Linked DNA regions of Mus musculus: region 2 is linked to region 1. The links are chromatin contacts, called in public Hi-C maps. All regions are on one chromosome and are shown on one strand. The core of a region is the stretch at or near the end of the contact, and the rest is flanking DNA. Distances in the headings are between cores, read along the strand shown.

Region 1 (4,661 bases), core at 868-3,367:
CAACGAGGAGGTCCCCAGAGACCATAGAGGAGTCACAGAAAGGGCTGCACTGGTGTATGGAGTATGTGCAGGGTATCCTGAGCCCAGTGAAGCAGAGTAGAAGCCAAGGGAGACCACTCCTGGCTACGACCAGTCCTGGCTAACTTTAAATTCTTTACCAGTCTAAGATTTTTTTTTTCAAATAGTTTTCTGAAATTGTTAACCCAGGGACAATTTATGGAGAACACACTTCTGCTTTGGCAGGGGACAGAGCAATGAATCACTGTCTCTGTCTTCCGGGCTTTTTTTTTTTTTTTTTTTTTTTTTTTTTTGGTCTAATGTCAGGGAGTGACACAGCAAATTAAACCAACAAGTGTGAAAGTGCTTAGCAGGGCACTCAACATTTAGGTGAGAAACTATTTTCATTTTCAAATTGCTATACATTAGAACCGAGAGGGAAAGGGTAAGAGGGTGCCTAGGGAGCTAGGAATTGCTCAGTTTAGCTAGGGGCTTCTTTTTGTTGCTGTGCTTTAGGTAAGGTCTCACTCCATAGACCAGCCTGGTCCTTAGCTAACAGCCATCCTCTCACCTTGGTCTTCCAAAGATAAGAACTGCCAGCATGTGCCACCTCACTGGGCTAGGGAAAGGCTTCTAAGAAGAGCTTAATTGGAACATGAAGTACTGGTGGGGTCTGAATATGCAGAAGCAAGGGTTATCGAGGCTAGGGACAGTTTTAGATGGCCGGAACCTGTACACTTAAACAGCTGAGTTTGAAAGCAAGAAGAATTGTTAGTAAGGGCCAAAAACAATTTAGTGGCTGTCTCATAGGAATAGAGCTCTAGAACCATGAGTCCTAAGGCAACAACCAGAAGCAACAGGCTCTCCTAAGAACAGGGGCCAGAGGACTTTGAGAGCCTTCCCCACCCCCATTCTGACTCATTGTGGGACTGAGTTAGGTTTTAGTACTTCATTTCCCTTGGTCAAACCAAGGCCATTTGAATGCACCTGCCTGCCATCTGTCACCTTTGCCTGGCCCAGTGAAGGTGGCCATTGTGAGGGGCAGGGAGCACTTGCTAATTATACTTCTGTGGCCAAGGCGCCACGTGAAGGCTTTTGGCGGTCTCACTCAAATGAAGTGGGGGCCGGCTGACTGCTCCGCCACATGTGGAGGCCAGCTTGGCTAGTCCTCCCAGTGAACCTCTAGTTTTGTTTTGAGGTTGCAAATTACAGATGTTGGTGGCTATTCTAAAAAAAAAAAAAAAAAAAAAAAAAGGTGGAAGGGGTGCGCTGAAGAGGAGGAGGGGTGGTGAAGTGGAGTTCCACCTGAAAAAGGGCACACACGACTTGACCCCAGCCTACTGTCCCCACTGTCCTTCATTTTGTCCACCTTAATTCCTCCCTCTTCATCCAAGTAGTTGGACTTGATATACCTAGCAAGTGGTAGGTTTCTACAAGGGAATAAAATGGTAGCAAGCATCACTATGAAGTTATGTGACTAAGGACTCCTGCTTCACCAAACAGTGAGCCACCTTGTTTATCTGCGAGGGCACAGGAGTTTGGCTATGTCAACAGTGACCAATAAACCATAGATCCCCGAGATATGTTATAACATCATTGTTCCTAAGAACTACAACACAGCAGGCACAATATTATAAAAAGAAGTAGAGTTTTCACCTATTGAATTTTCTTGGTCTCCAGAACAGATGGTGGTGGTGGTGGTAGTGATAATGGTGAGATGATGATGATCATAGAGATGATGGTTAGGTGTCACAAGTCATTCTGTATACTACAAAGTACTAAGAAACTTATAAATTCATTTTCTCCCAAAACATGTCTGAGATCCAAGTCAACATTTGAGTATTTGCCAAAAGGTAACTAACACATCTAGTGAAGTGAGCCAAGTACAGATTCATTAGTTAGAACTGAGCATAGTGTGAGTTCCGAGTTTTGCATTGTGGTCTCGCCCTTACCAGCTGGGTGACCTCGGACAAACCATTTCACTCCTCGGAGCTTTAGTGTCTTCATATGTAAAACTGTGTTAATAATAACCATCTCAGAAGGTTATTGTAGGGGTTTGATGATTTCATGTAAATAAAAAGGGACACTGTAAACTCTAAAGCATTATGCAAATATTAATTACTATCTATACAAGAATGGGCTGTCTGCAAGAGTGAATGCCAGTGCTGAGAGGCAATGTGTGCTGTGCCTGAAAGAGCATTTAATTTTGAATCAGAACACAGGGCTTCTATTTTGGTCTTGCATGTCAGGTGGCAGAGGAGAGTGACTTTCAACAGGCAACACACAACCAGCAGTGCACTTGCCTGTACAAAACAACTGCCACCATCCACCTGTCACCTTGTCACCTGTGATAGGCTAAATGATGGCCTCGGAGTTGCTCAGGACCTAACCTCCAGGGCTGTGAATGCCTGCTATCTCCCTGTTCAGATAAGATTAAATCGAGAGTTGAGAGGTGGAAACTCATCCTAGATCATCTTGAAGGGACCACATAAGCACCTGGATGTTTATACGGTGGGGCGAAGGAAGAGTCGGGGTTGATGACAATGCAGAGAGCTTTGAGTGATGGACTTTAAAGACTGAGAAAGAGGTTCAAAACAAAGAGAAGCTGAAGAGACAAGGAAAAGAATCCCACATCTAGCCTCTGGAAGAAGTCCTTCCTGTCCTTCCTGGTAATGATTTGACTTAAGCCCAGACAATATGACTAAGACTTCAGCAGCTTCCAGAACCTTAAGAACATAATTTGTGTTCTTTTTAAACCACACACATTGGGTACTTCCTCGTAGCAGTAATCAGAAACTCACACAGCAGCCCCTTCTTACGGCCCTCAGTTTCAAACCCCCTGGCTCTGGTTTCCTTCTTCCTGACCCACATCCAACTAAACAGACTGAAGGGGCTAGGCACTCTACTCTCCACTTGCTCAGTCCTTTGGCAGGCTAGTATGGAGCTGATCTTGCTGGCTCTATGGGGCTCCCACATTGCTGGGATTATTAACTGAATGGATTCTTTTGTTTAGCACCTCCAGTTGCTAGAGTTCTTTGTAGTGTATTCAGGCTGAGGAAATGAGATGTTATGGCTTTGGTTGAGTTTTTGAAACTCCTGGGCTCTTTATTTTCTCATCTGTCATTTGGAGATGAACTGCTGTTTCTATGCCTACTTCACGGGGCAAAGCCTTAGTAAAAATGACAGCAAGGAAAGTTATGTGACCTTTGCGATTCTGCTTGAGTGTGAGCCAATGCTATCATCATTTTCATTGTTACCTTCATTTTAAAGTGCTTATTTTCAAGTATGTGTGCTTGTGTGTGTGTGTGTGTGTGTGTGTGTGTGTGTGTGTGTGTGTGTGTGTACGTAGGTGTCCTTGGAAGCAAAGGGCTTCAGATCTTCTGGATCTGGAGTTGTAGTTGGTTGTGAGTTACTCAACGTGAGAAATGGGAGCCAAACTTAGGTCCATTGTAAGAGCAACACAAGCTCTTAATCACTGGAGCTATTCCTCCAGCCCCACGCTCGCGCTTACGCACTCCAGCCCTGCTTGTGCACAAAGAGTCTTCAAGCTTCAACTCTTCCAACCCACATGCTGTGACAATTAGCAAACGGTCTGATGGTAAACAAGTGAAAATATTTTCTAAGGATACTTTGCAGGTGAACATTGGATTTTAGACACCTGGATTGTCCTTGAACTTGAACATTAATAAAATAGACAGCCTCAAATATACAAAGCTTATGCCATCAGTAACAAAGCAGTTGCACTTTTAATGCTGCCCATTTGAAAGCAGTAAAGTAGGGCAGTTTTCACTCATGGAACAAAAATCCAGAAATGACATGCTGATGAGCAACAAGTTTATTTGAAAAAAAAAAAAGCCTGAAAATTATCTTTTGGCCACAAGATTGCCAAGAGTGGAGAACTGTCCACACAGGCCTGCTCTTGCTTTATATATCTCATCCCCGAAAGTGGATACTTCACCAGTTTGAAATTCTTTCCTATACATTTAAACCAGAATTTACCTAAAACTCAACTCCTACCCTTAGAACAGCCCGCGCATTTTGACTACCTTGTACATTTGATCAAAGGAGTAGAGAAGGGGCTGCTAGTGGAGGGGCTCAGGGGGATTGGCAGCATAACATTTACCGATCACTTAGTTAAACATTCTTTAAGTCAACAATGGAGACAGTGGCTAGAAGGCTGGCCCAGCTGTTGGTAGTCCTTATTGCTCTTGCCAAGGACCTGAATTTGGTTCCTGGTAACCATGTCAGGTGGGTCACTACTTTATACTTACCTACTTCCTTAATTCTTTCTCTAAGAAGCCCCTCCTTTAGCTATTAATCATTGTTGTAGAGATGGGAAGCTGGTGTCAGAGACATTAGGTGTCCTGAAGGCCACCATGTGCCTTACCTGACTTTGTAGAAAACTTGTGGTTGATTTTTCTCCGCTAATGAAGGAAAATAAAAGGATGTTATTTGTCTTAGTGTCCTCTGGGTTCTAAAATTAAGCTATTAAACAATCAGTCTTGACTCTGCTCTTGGAAACTATCCCCAATGTTCTCAATGTTCTTACAAACCTAGGAAAACCCACCGGAAGAGTGGGGCCATCTTTACTTACCCACGTTTGGCACATTTGGGCTGCCTTCCCCAGTGAGGCTCCTGGCTTTCCTCAGAAGTGAGATCTGACC
Region 2 (4,661 bases), core at 1,397-3,896, 200 kb before region 1:
AGTTCCAGACAAGCCTGGTTTACAAAGTCAGTTCCAGGACAGCCAGCGCTACACAGAGAGAACTTATCAAAAAAACCTAAAGACAAAAAGAAAAACAAAACAAAGAAACAAACAAAAAAGAAAAAAGAAAAAGAAAAGGAAAGGGAAGGAAAAAAAATACTTTGGAAAAGAAGGTAAGATAGGACCTCATAGACAATGAGATTAATCTGCAGGCTCATTTTCAGTTTCAAACAGAGACTTATACTATTGTCTTTGTTTAAGTGTTTGTGTGTGAGAGCGTTTACCTGCATGCAGTTCTCACGGAGGCTTTGGGTCCCCTACAACTAGGGTTATCAGCAGCTGTGGGCTTTGTGATGCTGGTGCTGGAGACAGAATCTGGGTCTTCTGCAAGAGCAGTAAGTGTGCTCGACCACTGAACCGTCTCCCCAGCCCCCTAGGGAACTGTAAGTGTTCTCACTGCTCTACTCTGCTGTGAGCATGATTACCTAAAAACATCCCTGGGATGGGATGCCATTCTTGGTTAGCCTTCTTGGAAAGAAAGCTCCATTTCCTTTTTCTGGTGGGAGGAATTACATTCTTACACAAATTCAGCTTGTCTCTCGCAGGCTCACCATGCTCTGTTCCAAAGCCAGCTTCTTCTAATGAGGTCTGGAAGAAGGCTTCTTTTCTTGGACATACAAAAGGGTCTGTTCCAGAAACTAGCTTCCTGTGAGTGCCTGAGGTTGCAAGTGTTAGGGACTCAGCTTTCTTAAGAAGTTCTTATAAACAGTCACGCCCACTAGCACATGAAAGCCAGTCAGCCAGCCGACTGTTACCACATCCATATGTTCGAGTGCATGACCTTAAAAAGGAAACACACACCCTCAGCAAATCCAGAAGGATGCCCTGGCCCTAGAAGGCCTCGCCGTGGAAAAGTTAGAGAGTATTCCACATATCATCTGTTGCTGACCTTTACCTTGTAAGACTTTTTTTCTTTTAACAAGACCCCCAAAGTTATAATAACCCCTACTTGGTAACCCACACTGTCCCAAGCCCAGCTGCTTTTGCATGATAGATGTCACAGTTAAGTCATGCACAGTGACTATGGGCCCAGACTTACAGTTTTCCTCTTCAGATTACTGAGATAGGAGAAGAGACAGGCAGAGAGCGTGGCAGGTGACATGTGGACCCCCCCCCCCAAGTCAACCAAGAACCTGGAATTTCCAGATGCTAATCAAGGCAGTGCTCAAACTGGCACAGAGCCTTCCTCCTGGGTAAGCGGGTCACCCTGAGACAATGACTGAATTCAATAATAAATCACCCCACCTTTTTTTACCCATTGAGAGGGGCCAGTCTGACCGTTTTTTGCTTTTACCTCCAGCCGCTGACTCTCTTGAGGAAATTCTCCAAGGCTTATATGACTTGAGTATCTTACTTATAAGTTGGGTCCAGGGATCCTCAGAGTTGGCTCTTTCCGGTTTTAGGTATAACTACTGGATAATGTTTCCACCAGTAAAGCCCAGTCTCATCTCTCTAAGGGCTCTTGCCTTACAACCTAGTTGAAGGAAGACATGATTGTGTTAAAAATAGTGTGACATTAGTCATTATGTAGGGCAGAACTTCTGTTTGTTTTCTTTTTTCCTTGGGTGGACTGTCTGTACCTGAGAAAAACATCTGATGAGATTACTGATAAGCCTTTTGCAGAATTTCTCATAGTACTGTCTGGGTATTTTTAAAGGATTGTTTGAGGCCGGGGAAGTGTTTTCTGTGTAATATCTAATTTCACCAGAAGACGAAGACCTTCCTCTGCATTTCACTGGAGCTGTGGTTCATACTGCTCTTGGGGTTGTCGGACTGAAGGAGCAGTGACAACCAATCAAGTTGTGACAGAGACAAAAGAAAGAGAATATGACCAATGGAGAAAAGAGGGCAGAAAAACCAGAGGATGTGTTTGTCTGTAGAAAAGAGACATCCCTTGAGGGGAATACCCTTGGGAGGTGCTGAAGGAAATGGGGTGGAAGTCACTACAGCTTCAAGAGCTCTGAGGGGGGAAAGAACACGTAGGAACAGTCCCAGTGCCCGCCATTTTCCTTGGTCTTAGTATACGGGAAGCCTCCCGAGAGGGAACTTTTGTAAGACGATGTGAAGTGCACTGGAGGTGACAGGCAAACGTGTTTCTCAGTAACCACAGAAGTGACACTCTGGAAGAAGCCATGAGTTGGAGCATTTTATCTTTCTGTTTTGCATTTGCTTTAATTCACTGACTGCACAGTAAACACCCACCGGAGAGATTGGAAGGGCAAGATGGACTTTAACACTGGACCCAGGATTGTGGTGACTTACATACCTCGTCACCAGCAATGATAAGTCAAGAAAGGCTCTTCTCATGTGTGTGGCCTTTCTTCAGACATTTATTTATTCTGTGCTGGGACTGAACCCACGTCTTCATGCATGCTCAGCAGACGTTTTACCATTGAGCATCACAACAGACACACACACACACACACACACACATCCATGGTCATGCTTGCTGTGTTCACACGGTACCATTCCCTAAACGCAGATTAGATCAGGAGTGAAAAGAAATGGAGAGCTGGAGAGAAGTCACCCAGGCTCTAGGCTCACCTCTAAATAGCCCACCAGAGACGTCATCACTGCTCTTTCCACTCACGGAGAGCAGAGAGGTCAGGAGTAGGCCACCTATGTAGCACCCCACCTTGAAGCAATTGTCTAAATGGAGAAGGAGGAAGGAAGAGACCTTCCACACCTAGACATAAGGCATATATAGAGAAATTGACTCTTCTATCCAACAGCTGTCTTGCCAATTCCATTGGGATAACATTTCTCCAAACTGCATATCAGAGGGGAAGAAACTAGTAACCTTTGAGAGGTTATTCTGTGGAGTGGCTGGGATTCTTCAGTAGGTAAAAGTGCTTGCTGCAAATGCATACTGATGTCCCTCCACCCCCACCCCTGCCACCATGTTCAAGTCCTTGGAAATATCTAAATGTGGAAAGAGAGAACTAACTCCACAGAGCTGGCCTATGCCCTCTACACACACACACACACACACACACACACACACACACTGAAAGATTCAATTTTTTAAAAGCTTGTTTCTTTCTTCCTTTCTTTCAGTGTGTGTGTGTGTGTGTGTGTGTGTGTGTGTGTGTTTCGAGATAAAAGCTTGTTTCAATGTATAATATCTCTATATGGCTAGTTTTTCCCCTGCCCTACCTCACTCTGCAACAATATTCCTTTATAGTAAAGGAAATAATATCTTTGATTTATAAATAAGAGAAACTCAGCCTCAAGGTGTCATCGGGTGGCTAGAGCATAAACTCCACCTTACATTGTGTGTAGGGGGCCGTTTTCTTATTTGCTGTCAACATCCTCTCTAACTAAATATAAGTGCTCGAGAAGAGTGGTTACACACAGTGACAGGCACCAGCGTCTCTGGAATCATTAGGAATCACTGAACTGCAAAATATCGCTGTTCAAAAGTCCTGCTTTCTCCTGTGGGGTGTTTTTCATATCTTATTTTGAAAGCTGAATGTAAATGAGCCCCAGGGACCTCCTCTCACCTGTCCGTGCTCTCTGCGTGATAGTACAGCAGTATCTATTTATTTCAGTCTATTAACAAACACACATCCCAGTTTAGATACATACAAATCACTTGTGTTTGGGGGAGTTAAGGCTGTTTGAAGGTAAAAAACAAAACCCTCTTTAATTGTAGATCTAATGATTTTGCCTTTCTCTAATTATTTTTGACTTGTTACAGTGTGTTCAGTGCCAGATACTCCAGACTAGAAATGGAGAATTCGATTCATTGTGAACTCTTGTGTCTGGACTGCTTCCGATGACCTTGGTAAAAGTGGGCTCTTCCTCCTTTTCTGGACCCATATAACTGAATTGGTAAGGATCTGGGTAAGAGATTAGGTGAGGTTTTTTTTTTTTTTTTTTTTTTTTAAGACACAAATATATGGCGGCTGGAAAGAGCCCTGAAAAACAAGGCACATGTACTGTACTTTGTGTCCCAGCAGGTGCCTAAACGCCGAGAGCTCTTACGAAAAACTAGTTTGGCTGCTATTGTTTGTGTCTCTATGACTGTTGCACTACCTATGACTGAAGCTAACAGTTGTCCCACCTGTACCCTATTAAAGTGCATCATAATCATGTTTAAAGTTAATTAATTCAGCACGAACTGATTAAGCACCCACCTTGCATCACACACACACACACACACACACACACACACACACACACATTTACAGGGATGCATGGCCAGATAAGAAACCTTACACACTCCAGTCAAGTTAAGGAAAGGTAGGCGTGCAAACAGATGTAAGCAGGGTCCTTGTTGATTTGTTCAATTCAACAGCGGATGCTTTGGAGGGGTGCTCTAGCAAGATCTTTGTGAGCCCGACCCTGGAGTCTGCTCTCCAGTGCCCAGATGAAGAAACAGAAGATTGAACTTTAACTGCATAGTCAGGCCCAGCCAGTGATGTTTTAGTATCTGAGCTCTGGCGTTAGGAAAGAACCAGCGTGTATTGAGGATGCAGGGAAAGAGGATATGCACTTCTTTCTCAGGCCCCAGCCACATCATCTGTTGCTTGGTTTTTCAGCACACTGATCATGCTTGACAGCCACTTACCACTAGTAGGTCTCCAGAACTGACTGCC

The links. Hi-C and Micro-C count contacts between places; a contact is called where the count stands out from the background.
Region 2: a Hi-C map of centroblasts shows a contact between it and region 1, with 2.9 times the contacts expected there. The contact joins two enhancer-like sites. A contact is called at or near these places in 3 of 484 Hi-C or Micro-C datasets (the C10 cell line, bone marrow-derived macrophages and centroblasts) and 2 of 115 datasets of contacts at active chromatin or transcription factors (the 230-238 cell line and bone marrow-derived macrophages).

What each region holds. Positions count from the first base shown.
Region 1 is chr16:24,132,332-24,136,992 of GRCm38.p6, reverse strand. No RefSeq gene overlaps it. Among named protein-coding and RNA genes, the nearest start is that of Gm32126, 25 kb to the left of the region's middle. Within about 2 kb of position 2,117, at least 9 of the 459 cell types and tissues checked have an H3K27ac peak or open chromatin away from gene starts, as enhancers often do. A contact at or near this core is called in centroblasts, where this site is marked.
Region 2 is chr16:24,335,921-24,340,581 of GRCm38.p6, reverse strand. No RefSeq gene overlaps it. Among named protein-coding and RNA genes, the nearest start is that of Gm38456, 42 kb to the right of the region's middle. Within about 2 kb of position 2,646, at least 13 of the 459 cell types and tissues checked have an H3K27ac peak or open chromatin away from gene starts, as enhancers often do. A contact at or near this core is called in centroblasts, where this site is marked.